Regions from separate parts of the Rattus norvegicus genome. Here all the other regions are linked to region 1. The links are chromatin contacts, called in public Hi-C maps. All regions are on one chromosome and are shown on one strand. The core of a region is the stretch at or near the end of the contact, and the rest is flanking DNA. Distances in the headings are between cores, read along the strand shown.

The links. Hi-C and Micro-C count contacts between places; a contact is called where the count stands out from the background.
Region 2: a Hi-C map of psoas muscle shows a contact between it and region 1, with 2.4 times the contacts expected there. The contact joins the enhancer-like site here to the promoter of Setbp1 in region 1. A contact is called at or near these places in 3 of 12 Hi-C or Micro-C datasets (frontal cortex, liver and psoas muscle).
Region 3: a Hi-C map of Schwann cells shows a contact between it and region 1, with 8 times the contacts expected there. The contact joins the enhancer-like site here to the promoter of Setbp1 in region 1. A contact is called at or near these places in 2 of 12 Hi-C or Micro-C datasets (Schwann cells and mammary epithelial cells) and 1 of 1 datasets of contacts at active chromatin or transcription factors (oligodendrocytes).

Annotation. Positions count from the first base shown.
Region 1 is chr18:74,825,734-74,830,112 of GRCr8, reverse strand. Setbp1 (SET binding protein 1) reads left to right here and starts at 2,658. Exons shown (of 6, transcript NM_001427626.1): 1 at 2,658-3,917. LOC120098177 (serine/arginine repetitive matrix protein 5-like) reads right to left here. Exons shown (of 5, transcript XM_039097295.1): 5 at 3,605-4,348. The coding sequence ends at 3,605.
Region 2 is chr18:74,650,923-74,655,735 of GRCr8, reverse strand. All of the region lies in intron 2 of Setbp1 (SET binding protein 1), which reads left to right. Among named protein-coding and RNA genes, the nearest start is that of Setbp1, 170 kb to the left of the region's middle. Within about 2 kb of position 2,870, at least 16 of the 93 cell types and tissues checked have an H3K27ac peak or open chromatin away from gene starts, as enhancers often do.
Region 3 is chr18:74,596,309-74,600,922 of GRCr8, reverse strand. The region is part of intron 3 of Setbp1 (SET binding protein 1); the gene reads left to right. Among named protein-coding and RNA genes, the nearest start is that of Setbp1, 230 kb to the left of the region's middle. Within about 2 kb of position 3,277, at least 36 of the 93 cell types and tissues checked have an H3K27ac peak or open chromatin away from gene starts, as enhancers often do. A contact at or near this core is called in Schwann cells, where this site is marked.

The DNA.
Region 1 (4,379 bases), core at 1,409-3,908:
TCACCTTGCTGACGATAAGAATAACTCTTGTATTTGGACCTGGGAAGGGTAGCAATTGATTCTGAGCACTGCATTATACTGTGTGAGCTCAACCAAAGGAGGAACAGACGGAGTAGCCTTATTCCTTCCTACCTGTGAAGACGGTGGGAGCTGTTCTTTCAATTTTGAACTAGATTTCAAATTTACACATATGAAATAAGTTCCCAAGTGCTGTGGGATGCGATCATCCCATATGTCCTTGCATCATTCCCACATAGACTCTTGGGTAAGGGCTACCTCAGTGTGACTGTTTTCTAGGATGAGTACCCAGGTGCCCAGAGCATAAACAACAGCCCAGGTGACTACATGGTGGTGTCAGAGGGAGAGAGAGCCTCACTTACGTTTTCTAACAAGGTCCATGCAAGGTAAAACTCAGTCCTCATGAATTTTACATTTTGTTGAGAAGATACATGAGAGAGAGAGAGAAAGAGAGAGAGAGAGAGAGAGAGAGAGAGAGAGAGGTGTTCAACAGAAGAGAAGAAATATGTATGTTAAATGCACAAAAACAGTAAGTTTGCAGCAGTGTTAAAGAGACATGACCCCTGCTCGTCTCTTCTGCATCTGTGTACTGTACGCCCTGTAAGGATCTCATCTCTGGTCTGCCTGTACTGAGTTGTGCAGAGGAATTAATGAGCCAATGGTTCCCTCTCAGCTGTGCAGTCTATGAGAGGGTTGGTGCTGTGGCCCGCCTGCACCTCTAGCTGCATCCATGGTTTCAGCGCCTCCTCTACACTACACAGTAGCTTATTGACCACACGATGCTGAAAATTAAGATGTGTAAGTGTAAAAGGCACATGCCTTGTGCGTTCTCATCTGCTGCTCGATCACCCTCTCTCAATCCTGCACATCACTGTTTGCCCGTTGACTGCTCCGTCGGCCTGAGACTTGCTCCCCTAGGCTTTAGTGCGGAGGCCATCCAAAGGTGACCTATTACGGAAGTAGATGAGGGGAGGTGTCAGGACATTCAGCTAGTATTTGGGGAAAGTTCTATGAGAACAAGAGCTCGACAACCCAGGAAAGTGGTTCGGTTTCAATGACTCCTCCATTATTCCATTTGCATAGCATTATTTTCATAAGGTGATACACCAGCATAAATTAAAACGTGTGAAGAGACTGTGAAAGTTTCTCTACATAGATAAGACAAAGGAAGAATGTCCCTTCTTGCCTTCTTCCCTTCTTTCTCTTCTCATAACTAAAGACAGGCTTTTAAGAAACCCTCAGTGAGAAGACAAGGGACATAGGGTCCATTCGTGACTTTAATTCTACGGCTTGGGCTAGTCTACCGTTTCCTCAACATTGTGCTGACGGAAGTCCACTAGGTATTCTCCCAGGTGAACACCATCTCTGCACTCATTTATACTTAACGAGCTATTGTAGTGGATTTTGGAAGAAGGAACAGGTTTCTTCTATTTGCTTTCAAAGCGAGGAGTCACGGGATGGAAAAGAAGACCCTGTACACAAACCAGGAAGCGTGCTCCCCTCCCCCTTCTGATTATGACATCTGCCAGCCATATAGGGTGGGAAAGCCATTCCTATTTCTGAGTGGCCTTCTCCTTTGAGAAGGGACGGGAAACCTACTGGATGCTACTACTGACTTAGATTCTGTTCTGTTTAGGTCTAGGATTCAGAAGTCTGGGAGCACAAGCTCACGGCCATTTGATCCAAAGTACGTTTGGTTTTGACCTTGCTTCTGTGCCTTGGTTTCTGTCTCCTTTAGCAGTCTATCCACCCTACTCTTTTTTTTTTATAATTAAAGATTATAAAAAAATAATTAATAATAACGTCCCAATATGAACGAAGATAAAAGACCTGTTGAAATGCTACCCTGAAGTCTTTCAGTGACAGCTTTGGGAAAAGTTCGTGTCCAAACAGAGCCGTTCTCTGAGAAGTAGACCACGGTGAAACCAATTTGATTCACTTTGGAAACTCCAGGTAAAAGGGTAGCCTGAGCGTAGTTCTGTGGTAGCATTCATACTATCAACTAACGCAGGACCGTAGTAGCTGGTAGGCTTGGTGAAAGGAAGCCCTCTTGCTCACCTCTGGGTCATTCCATTCGTCAGTCCAAACGACCCCAAACTCTTAGAAAACATGAGATCCAGGAACCCTCTCAAAACTCCCATTTTACTGGAGGTTTAAAAGAGATCCATTGTAGGTGCCCCCCAAAACCATCACATTCACCTCATTTTGTCACAGGGCATCGATAGAAACCTGAGGGGTTTCATTGCTCAGTTGTCCTGGAAAGACCCTTGTAACCCAAATACAGATTCTCAGAGGGATTTGAAACAGCGCCGTATTTTATTTTATTTTATTTTATTTTGTCAGAAAGGAAGACGTTGCTCTCATGTTGTTCACTTCTGCCACCCTGTATGTCAATGTGCATTTGTCATCCCTGTCTGGTCCTTGCCTTCATCAAGGGTCCGGTTCTACTGAATAATGAGAGATGCTGGTGAACGTCTGAATGCAAACAAGTAGCTTAACAAAAAATATAAATCTCTGGAAGTGAAATGTAATTACCAGGTTTAAAAAAAAAAAAAAAAAGAGCACCCATTTAGGAGAGCCTATCACGTCTCGCGTCTCTTCACGCAGCTAGCTCCCCCCAACACTGCTCCTGTTGTGTCAGATAGTGGCAGTGTTGAGCCCGGGAACCGGCGCCCAGCCCGCGGCGGTCCCCGCGGCCGCACAGTCTCCGCGGCAGACTCCGACTCGCTGGAGCTACTGGGCCGCGAGGGCACTGGGGAGCGGGAGGGGCTCCGGAGCGGCGAGGGGTCCCCGATCCGCGTCCCCGAACTGTTTTCCTTTCCCCTCCGGCAAGAACCCAGATCCCTTCAATTGACCGAAATCTACCCAGGGGGGCGGTGGAGGGACAGAGAGGTCGTCGGCCGCTCACTGGCTGCGCCTCCTTGGGCTCCGGCTGGGGAGCGGCCCGGGCTCGCGGGGCGAGCAGTGTGGGCTCTCGCGCCCCCTCCGAGAGAGATCGCGGGGTGGCAGTCCCCGTCGGCTCCGCCGCGCGGCCGCTTCAATCCTCCCCCTCCCCCGCGCACGCCCTCCCCCTTCCTTTCAGTAGGACTCCGGGACTCCGGAGAGGGCGCGGGAGGCAGGCACACGGGCCCGACCCCACTCCAGCGCTCGCCGGGGACGCGGGCGGGCGGCGAGGGGACGCGGAGGGGGCGCGGGGCGGGCGCGGCCATAGAGCGGCGGCGGCGGCGGCGGCGGCGGCAGTAGCGACCGCGGGCGGACCAGCGGCGGCAGGGCCGGCGGGCGCCGGGAACCGAACTGCACAGCTCAGCAAAAGCGCCCCAGCCCTCGGCGCGCCGCCTCCTGCGAGCCCAGCCGGGCAACATTTTGTAACCCTCCAATCCATCCTTTGGAGAAAAGGGAAAAAATAGCATTGAACGGAGAGATGGGGAAATCTAAATAATATATATGTACATATGCATATTTATGTATATGTACATATATGTATATTATATTTGGTTCCTGCTAAAATTAGCCGGGCTCGCCGCGCGCCTGTGTGCGAGTGTGTGCGAGTGTGTGTGCGTGCGGGCGGGCGTGTGTGTGAATGTGATTACTCCAGGACTCCTCGGGCTCCGGAGACGCCATTTTCCCCCTTGATATCTCTCTCCGTAAATCGGTGGCGCGGCGGAGGCGGCCGCGGCAGGCGGGAAGCGCGGGGCTGGCCGGGGCGCTCGCCGCCGCCTGCGCGCCCGGGGGCCCCGGCGCCCCCCGAGCGAGGGCGGCCCGCCCCGCGCGTCGCCGTTTGACAGATGCTCGTCGCTATGGAGTTGCCGCAGCAGCACCTTTGGGGGCTCGGACGAGCGACCGGAGGCGGAATCTGAGCGAGCGCCCGGGCCAGCGGAGCCGGAGCCGCCGGGACATGGGTGAGCGAGCGCGGCGACCTTGGCGCGGGAGCTGGGGCGCCTAGCCTCCCGCCGCGCCGCGGGCCCAGCGCGCCCGGGGCCGGGGGCGGTGTGTGCCATGCATGCAAAAGTTCACGTCGCCTTGCCGGGGCTTTGACTTTGCACTGGGCTGGAGTAGGGGTGGGGGGGACCCGGCCAAGGGGGCGGGATGCAGGTCCCCGCGAAGCTGCGCGGGGATGGGCGCGATTCCGCCGGCTGGTGGGTCGCCAGTGGTGCTGACTTAACTGGAGTAGCCCGTTGGTGGCGGTGATGGTGGTAGCATGGGGCTTGGAGGGCTGGGAGCTTATTGAGTTTCGGCTAATCTGATCCCCTCCCCACCCCCTCCTTCTACACCCTCCCTTGGTCCTGCTGCCGGCTGCCTGGGCTGGCGGGTTTGGCTTTGGTGAAGTGGACTGGGGAAAGGGAGGGGGTAGGGAAAGGGGT
Region 2 (4,813 bases), core at 1,621-4,120, 170 kb after region 1:
GAAATACCAACATAATGAAATCGAGGAGAGGAGTTACAGAATTCATTTCTGACAATGCATATTCTCTGCTTATTTAAGGATGTTCACTAGGAAACCTTCTGATTATCCTGACAGCTCTGGTTTCTAAACTCCCTATGGACAGACAGAGGCATAGAGAGAATTACACTTCTCCAAGGATAGGGTCAGAGGTCACATTGGGCTTGGGCAGCTGTCTATAGTCATATTGAAATCCTGTTGGCTCACATGTTACTAAAGAATAGCCAATGTCCTTGTCAATTTTTGTCCACTTACTGTCCTTTTCAAATTAAAGTGAAACTGTGAATCCTCAAAGTCAAGGAAGAGAAGGCCCTCTTGTTTTCCTCAAGCTCCTGCAGTCATTCCAAGTCTCTAACCCTGTAGCTACGCAAAGCAACAAGGATACAACAGCATGCTCTGTCTGCAAAGTATTTCTGAGGATTTTTGTGGAGTATTTTCCATATAAGGCCAATGCTGGAAAGACAGAATACACCATTCACCTATATCACAGCCTCTGATAGACTCCCACATTTAAGAATCCAGTACTAAAAGTGCTGAACCAGGAGTGATACCTGAGGTTTAACCCTAGGCCTGCAAATGAAGAGCCTAGATCTCCACAGCAGGTGATTTACCTTCACTTTTCAAGTCTCTAGTCTTTCAAGGAGGGAATTTGGTGTTAAAATGCCAGAACGTTTCTTTGGGCAGTGTGAGTTAGGCCAGTGTGGGATACCCACGTGTGAAGAAGTGAGGCGACACGACACTGTGGTGCTGCAGTTGTTTGGCCTGTGCTAGGTGGAGGAGGCTTGGGTTAAAAGCTATCTGATGTGTGACTAAGCTGTACAAGGTAAAGGTCCCAGGGAAGAGCACACAGCATCAGAGCAGAGGAGCATGATGCCGTTACTCACTCTACAGAGTGTCCAGCAAGTTCCCCCTCAGCCCAGATTCTTTCTCTTCAATAGCATCTCGCCATCCTGACTCTGAGAGATTGTTGTAAACCACACTTGAGACTCCGGCATAGGACTGGTACTTGTGAGAGCTTTTACAAAGTCCATGATTACTTTAGCCTACTTGGTTAAGTAATGAGAACTTGGCATTACCTTCCAATACCATTTGACCTGAGAAAGACTAGCTCGTCCACAGCAGGTCCTCTTGCAAATACTTCTAAACTCCCAAATCCTTCGAGTTGATTCCTGTTCCTCAGCACAACCGATTATTGGTGCGAGGTGCCACGCAGATGAGATCTGAAATCTTCCTGTATCTGTAAATCGCTATTAAAAACTGTCATGCCATTCTGGGAACAGGAGACGGTGTGAGGTTCCTCCCTCTTCTGTGCTCCTGAGAACATTATAGTAGGTGTCTTGGCATTTTTTTTTTCCTTTTGACAATTTACCCTACTCTCCAGTTCTGTTCCCCTCTGTGGTCCTTTGAGAATGGGTGAGAGGTTTTGATAAAAATGAGCACATCTGTGCAGCACCACTGGTCATCTCAAAAGCAAATCACAGTATAATTTCATTCCAAAATCTTTGTGTTTTCATTCTATAGTCAGCAGTCATTTGCTACATATGTGCTGTATTGAAGGCCACGTTAGGTCTCAAAAGCTGATGCAAACTCAAGCAACTTCTGCCTTCCTTTAGAGAACTCTTGTCACCATGACTGAACAGAGAGTGACGTGCAGTGTAAGATAGGTCAGCTAGCTCGTGAAAGACTCCTAAGCTTCATTATCTTTGTCATCTCCTCACCACCACCATCATCATCATCATAGTATCATGACCATCATAGCCATCACCCAGGATGAATTAATGGATTTACTCTAATATCATTAGAGATGGTAGAAAAGTATGGATGCCGAGGGCCAAATTAAATGGACAGAAACAACAGCAGAAACATTCAGAGAAGGAAGAGTCTGGCAAAGCTTTTGAGAGAGTTATGTCTTTGTTGGGACCATAATTATGTCCATAATCAGATTGACAGAGAGAAGTGAGGTATCAAAGTCTACTCTGTCAAAATGTATAAACACAGGATGAGATCGAGGGTGGGGTCTTGCTATTTGAGGGAGATGTGACTCAGAAAGCTAGTGGAGAGCTATGAGGGAAGGGTTTATAAAGTGTCAATCTCTTGACAGCTGTTTCTCATTTCAGGTAGCTCCCTTTGTCCTCGCCTCTCTCCCATACTAATATTTCTTCATTTCCCTCCCTTCCTTTCCTTTGTCCACATACAAGTGATGGTCATCATATGATGTTCTTCTTTTCTGAATCTAAATATCCTTGTCTGTAAGACATGTCTAGGACCCTTTGATGCTTCTAACACTGAATGAATCTAGTTTGCACTCAGTCAGTCCCTCCAGCTGCCAGCTCCTCCCTGGACTGAGAATGTCAGTCAATGAAGAAAAGAAATTTCACGATTTTCCCAAGGGTCCTCCTCTCTCAGAATATGAATTTTCACATACAGGATACAAGACTTGTTCTGGAAATCTGCTCAGAGGGCCAACTCTCCTTCCAGCTGTGGTTGGCTGCCTGTCTCATGTCTGGTTCATGAGCTTCTAGGTCTCCCTAGGTGTAGGCTATTCTTGGAGGCATGGGCTTGGATCATGCACACAACCACCTTAGGACTGAGGCATCCATGCTACTCACTTTAGATTAAGTTTGGATTAAACAGGACAGCAGCTGAATAGAGTTGCTTTGCTTCAATCCCACTCAACAATATGATGTAGAAATATAAGCCAGGAGGTCATAACTATCAGTTTCTCCAAGATCCTATCCATCTTTCTCTAGGGACTCCTCCAAATGACACACACTGCTGAGAGACATAGCTGGGACTGAGGCAAAATGCCTGGGCTCTGACTAAGAGGCTCTGGTACTCTCTACTAAATTCTATGTGCGCTTCTGGCTCAAGAGCATGATGATCTTTGAAAGTTGGCCAGTCTTCCCCCCAACCACTCCTTCCATGTTTCCATGAGACAAGCTTTCTTGATTTCACAATGGCTGATTGGCAGAGATAGATCTTAAAGCCGTGTTCAGAGCAGAGAAATTCACACACAGAGATTGGTGACTCCTTCCTACCCATGACCTTGCTTCTTTGCAGCCATTTGGCATTTTGTTTAATAGAGACCAAAAAGATAAGTGTCCCTAATGAGGACACCAGGGTAGTGAGTACAGGGCACATTCATTATCCCCTACTATTTTACTTCATCTCCCAGTCCTGTGAGAGCCAGTATTTTAGCATCCTCTTGAAGAAATAGGCACGCTGACTCTCAGACAGGTAAAAACCATTTCTGAGAAGGAAGAGTCCTTTAGGTACTCCTAGTGGCTTAGGCCACATATTTGCCATCTACTGTCTTCCCTTTCTCCTCACTGGAGAATAACCTGAGTGCATCTAGGTTCTAATGATAGGCCCATGACAGTACCGAGTGCCTCATGTGTCTATTTTTGTATGCACAGTGAACCACGCGGGGTTTGGTTGGGATATAAGCAGCTGCCTTGGCTGAATCACAAGACTTAAGGGAGGCACCAGAGATGAGAGGGATTCGGCAGCAAAGCTCAGAGTTCTATTGGCCTGGTAGATCTACTAATAAATTTGACCTTGGGGTAATTCGTGTTTAAAGAGTTTAGAGATCAGTGGGGAATTCCCCACTAAGTTTCTAATGAGAGCTTCTGCAGAAGGACCACTATTACTAGTTTCTTCCTGCCTACCTTCCCCTGAGCCCAGAGGTAAGTTAGTTTTATGCTATGCTCACCACTGAAAACCACAGCAGAACTGTGACTTAGACCCTCTTTATTGGCCACAGACCCCCCCCCCCGCCACTCCCAGTATCAGAATTTAGAGGATTGTGAGTTTCGAATGCAGGTGGGGATGGGGAGGCCACAAAGCTGAACAGTGATCACCTCATGTGTTGCTATGGCACAGTGCAGTCTCCCTCTAAGTGGCTGGAGTTGAATGGATCATAGGCACATCAGATACTGACCATGACAGTACTGTAGTGAAGCCATCCCTGGGCCAATGGCAAGAGTCAGTTGGGTACATCTCTTCCCTTCTCTACAATGGGTGACTTCAGATTGGTAGTTGTAACTGGAAGCACTTCCACTGTGGAAATAGATAAATGTCTCATATCTGTGCTGCCCACTCTCATCCCAATGCCAAGAACCAATACTTTTTCCCCCAAATTCCTATTGATTCTTTGTGAATTTTACATCCTGCACATCAGGCAGTCCCACTCATTTCCCTGTCCCAGTGTATCTGCCCTCCACCCTTGCAACCTCCCACACAAAATAAAGTAAAACAAACGAAAATCAAGCAAAATATAGAAAGGATTGCACAATGGAAGCTGTAGTGTGTCACAGAGGGTCCCACAATATACTCTTCTGTTCACACATCTTCACTTGCAAATGCTCCTAGCAATGAGTCACTGGTCGGCACCAAGAACCAATTTTTGTATACTTTTTTAACATGTAACTGTTAGGAGTACTTGTTTTTTCTCACTGGTACTCTGCTCAGTTTGGGGAGTCACATTTTAAAGAAAGCTTCTGTGATCTAAGGACGCTTTGAAGCATGGAGCAACAATTGAAGAAACCTAGAAAATTCTGCCTGGGCTATACAGAGATGGCATCTATGGCTGGACACCTTTGGGAGGACCAGACAATAATGATGAACAGTTGTAGGCAGGACTTCAGAGCAGGGTTAGAGGAGAGGAGTGGAATCTCCTGGGGGTTGCGGGGAATTTCTGAACCCAATCCTGAGGCCAAGAATGGCTATCTCAGCCCTCAGCCTCTCTGTTTCTTAGGTAAAATGGGGTTCACATCCC
Region 3 (4,614 bases), core at 2,028-4,527, 230 kb after region 1:
CAAGCCATGATGATTTCAGTCCCAGGCATGTTATATAGCCCTGCCTAATCAGTAGAATAGTTAGAATGAAAGAAAAAATAAACAAATAAAAATATACCTATAAAGGCATCTGGGTGATATATAATATAGCCTGAGCGTATTAGAATTCATGTTCTAATTATCAGCTCTAAGCTGGGGTGCCACTGAGCTGTACCCCATAAGTGGACCCAGGAAAGCTGAATGCAAGTGTCACTGCATGTCCACTAGTATGAGACTCTTGGCTTCAGTCATGACACACATCAACAGCACATTCTGTTCCTCTGGCAATGAAGAAGAGGTATGACCAGCATGTTTGTTCCAGTGACCCTTCCATGTCTGCTCTTTATTAAATGATGCTTGACCCTGCACCAGTCCATGGTTCTGTCAAGGCAGAACTACGCTCATTTCATTTACAATGCTGTACCCAACATCTGTCTCCCGGGGTCTTATACATAATGCCCAGTAAATTTATATTAGACAAAGTATGACACCCGAAGGGAATGCAGGACGTTACCACACACGGCATTCTGAGTATTCAGCTACATGCTACTTGGAGAAGTGAGAGTTAATCTAACTTGAGTATGTGCTTAAATATTACAACATAAGAATGATTATTTTTGACCAGCCTTTCTAAGTCAAATCTTTCCATCATTAAACCTATCCCTATATATTATTTGATTATTTTCTTTTTAATTAATATCATTTGGTTAATGCTCATCTGTATAGATATAATTATACTGTATATGAATACCATGCATTGCTTTGTATAGATAGGCATGTGTATGTATGCGTAAACATGTACACAAGGATAACTACTCTTTTGGGTTTTTCCTTTTATTCTTATCTACTTTCTTGTTTATAATATAAATGTCCTGATATAAGGTATGTTGACTTGTTCACTACTTATAATATTACATTTAATGTTGCTATAAAAGAATACCCATGGCTGAGTATCCTCCAGAGACGGTAGAAGAAACCGTGAAAACAAAATCAGTCCTTAAACTTTCAAAAGTGGTGACAGCCCACTTATGCCAGTAGCATGGATTAGACTATTTCTCCCAAAGCATCACATTGGCCATTCCATTTCTAATATGTTTATAGTGACAGAAATGCTCTGGCTACAGTGCTACCCAGGCCTGTACTGAAGAACACACTTGAGCGTTCTTCTTCTAGAACATTTGTTGAATGAGTGAGGAATCCAGTGGTTGTTAAAGAAGGTGGGCTTGAGTTAGCTCTTTCTGATTGAATGGAACTTAATCAAGACTTACAGAAGGAGGATGCTGTGAGCATTGAAATCAGCAAAATAACACAGAAAGGACCAGGGGCCAGGGCTAAATGGTTGAAGAGTAGTCTCTCTGTGTGTGTATTATCATATCAGTCATTAGTGGCTGCCCACTCTAGTTCTGAGCCTCTTGACAGTAGGGGCCAATTTGGCCCCTGTGGATTGTGTGAAAGCCCTCAAAGACAGCATCAAGGAGACAGCTTTCTATCCTGGTGCCCCTGAACTTACATCTTAAGAATGTAATGCTGGATGGGAAACAAGTTCCCCTTAGCATCTTGCAAATGACTATGTATCGAGCACAGGTCTGCATTCCCCAGGTTGCTCTCGAGTCTACTAGGGTCTTAGTGATAATTACCAAGTGATATGTGGTAGAAGTTAAAGTGGACTGACAAGTCTAATGCCTGGACTTCATTTCTGCTCTACATTGATTAGCTGGGTAGATTCTCTGGTTTATATTTTCTTTTCTCACTGGAGTAGATCATCAGGCTACATCCACTTTAAAACCCTTCACTTTCCAAGTTAATTGCCTCATTTTACAATTGCCAACCCTGGATTTATAATTGAGGCTTTCTTTAAAGTCTCCTAGAATTTTATTTGAGAAGAATCTTCTTGCTTTTAGGCTACTCGGCAAAGCTTACCAATTTTCCCAGAAGAATGAAATAGTTGAACTTTTGTACTGAGTCTAGAAACTTGGTGTGTCAAGTTTCCTTTGTGCTTAGGCCAGCAGTCTGAATAGGGGGCAGAGCACTGCTCTCTGTGTCTGGGTGAGGTCCTGGTGGCATCAGGTGATAGCTTCAATGAGACAGCTTTCTCCACTAGAGCAGGAATGGGGAGCCTGGGTCTCTTCAAGACTCAGGCCAATGAGTAGGTCTACAGCCAGAAGAGAAAAATGCTAATGACAGCATTAAGGTTTCTGAAAGATCTCTCCAGGCTTTCAACCATCATGCTACATTTAGACAATGTTCCTAGAAAGTATTCTTGAAATGGTAGGTGATTGTCTCAAAAGATTGGCTGTCCAGTGGGTGAAATGACAGTACATAACTTGCCCTGTGAATCTGGCTGTGCTAAACCCTATAGAAGCCCAGGGAAAGGAGTAATCAGTGATTGCTTGAGGTTTTAGGAAAGAGGTAGACATGACAAAAATGATATGGAAACAAAGAAGCAAGAGTAACCTTAAAAAAAAAAACCCAGGTGGATGGGAAACTGGACAACTAGTGTCAAAGATATTTAAGGTCTTTTGTGATATTGCAAACTTACTATGACACTATATTTACAGAAACCAGATTACAAGAACTGATTGGCCAGACTGAAAAATTTAAATGCTATTCATGAACAAAAGAGTGGCCACAAAAAACAAACAAACAAACAAGCAAAACAAACAAACAAACAAACAAAACCCAGCTTACCAGGACTAGATGGTTCAAAATACTCCATTTGTTATATCCCCAAGTAAAAACAATAAAAGGTATTCAACATAATCTCTCTTCTCCATGTACTCATAGATTAATAGAGTAAGTAGGGTAGGCCTCTAATATGTAAGGTGGCTCTTAGTTCCTCATTCTTTCCTCACTCTACTCCTATTTACGGCCCTCTTAGTCTAATCTTACATACGAGCAAATGAAGACTTCAGTAAATGACCGCTCCCAATCCCTAAATGCAGGAAAAGGAAATCTTAGAATTCAGCCTGCAGAATTACAGTCAGGGCTTCTCCTAATAAAAAGTATTTGAGCTGTGTTGGTGATCCTCTCTGAGGTCCTAGGAAGGGAAATGTTTCCAGTTCTGTCAAATGTTACCCAGTGAGCTCTAGCCATTGTTGGAATGTAAAGTGTTGTTCTTGCAAATTATCTTTATAAAGAGCTAGTGTAATTATCAGCTCCCCCTCCCCCTCCAAGTCAGTAGGGTTAGAATCTGTGCTTTGTGTGGCCCAGTTAAAAATCTCTTTGCTCCAGTTCTCTGGAGCAGCTGTTGAGAGGACAAAGACTCCATTTTAATGACAGTGTTTTCCTTGCCTAGCTGAAATGAACCCTAGGGAGCAGGCACACAGCATTTGAGAAGCTCTCCTCTCTTGGTGAAGTGTCTGCCTTCTTTCAAACTGAAGGGCTCAGCATCCATGACAAGGAAATCTAATTACATGGCACATGTGCTAACATAAGATGCTGTTGGTTATAAAGTGTTGAGGAAGCTGCCACATTAAGACAGGCACTTATGGAGGCTGCTGCATCCTCCAAGAGCTGAGAAGAGCATTGGGAACCTTTCCTAGAGACAGTTACTTCAGAAGCTCCACAAGTTCACCTTCAAACCATGAATTAGCCCACCCTTCAAAAGAGTGACTTCCCTAAGTCCCATTGGCCAGCTGCCATGTTTGCTAGGTCATCGCAAGGCCTGGTGCTGTCAGGATATTGCAGATTTCTGGGATTGCTTGAGATCTTGTCCAGTCACGTGGTTTTTACATGTGAAGAAACAGAGAGAAAGAAGTGATTGAAGATCAGACTCTGACACTCTAGGTATCAAGTCTGATGTGCAGCACTAACCGCTTTCATCAACATAGCTTGCAAGGCAAAGGACATTATTTCTATCTGTGAACCCAATATCCAAGAGTTTAGTGTGTCGATGTCCCCCCGAAATTTGTATTGTGTCCAGCTCCACAGGCAGAGCTCGCCATGCTGTTGATTGATGGTGGAGGCTGTGGTGGTATCGGTGGTCTGGCAGTTCACATGGGCCAAACATGTCCTGATCTTGTCTTGTTCTTTAAGACAAATATCTCCAGTGCCCAGATTATGAGCTAGCAAGAAGTTATGGTTATACACAAGGAGAGAACTGAGTACCATCAGCCGGCTGACATAGCATTGACTTGGGCATACTTAGTATTCAACACTAAATGGCTATCTTGATACATTTTGGTCTGTGGACACAATTGAATCTTTTACCTTGAGTAGCCACAACTTTACATTTTCTTATTCTTATAGACAAAATATCCAGTGAATTATTAGGATGCTCTCCCTGGCACCCTAATGCTACCTAGAAAAGACTGTGCCACCCAAAAGACACAAAGAGACCCATGCTTTTAAAGAAACAAAAGATGGGGTGGTGGTGGTTTGAGGGTTAAGGAACTGGGCCTATATTTGTAGAAGTTTCATGGCTACCAGAGAGATTGACCCTCCAGTCTAATTTTTACTTCTTTTGCCAAGTTTTATGCTTTTCAGGAAATCCCTGAAGCCTGGTCTTTATTTGGTTTCAGACAGACACAACAGGAAAACATCTGGATTGCCCAGTTATATATGTGAGACCCTTGGGACTACAGCCTTCTTTCGGGT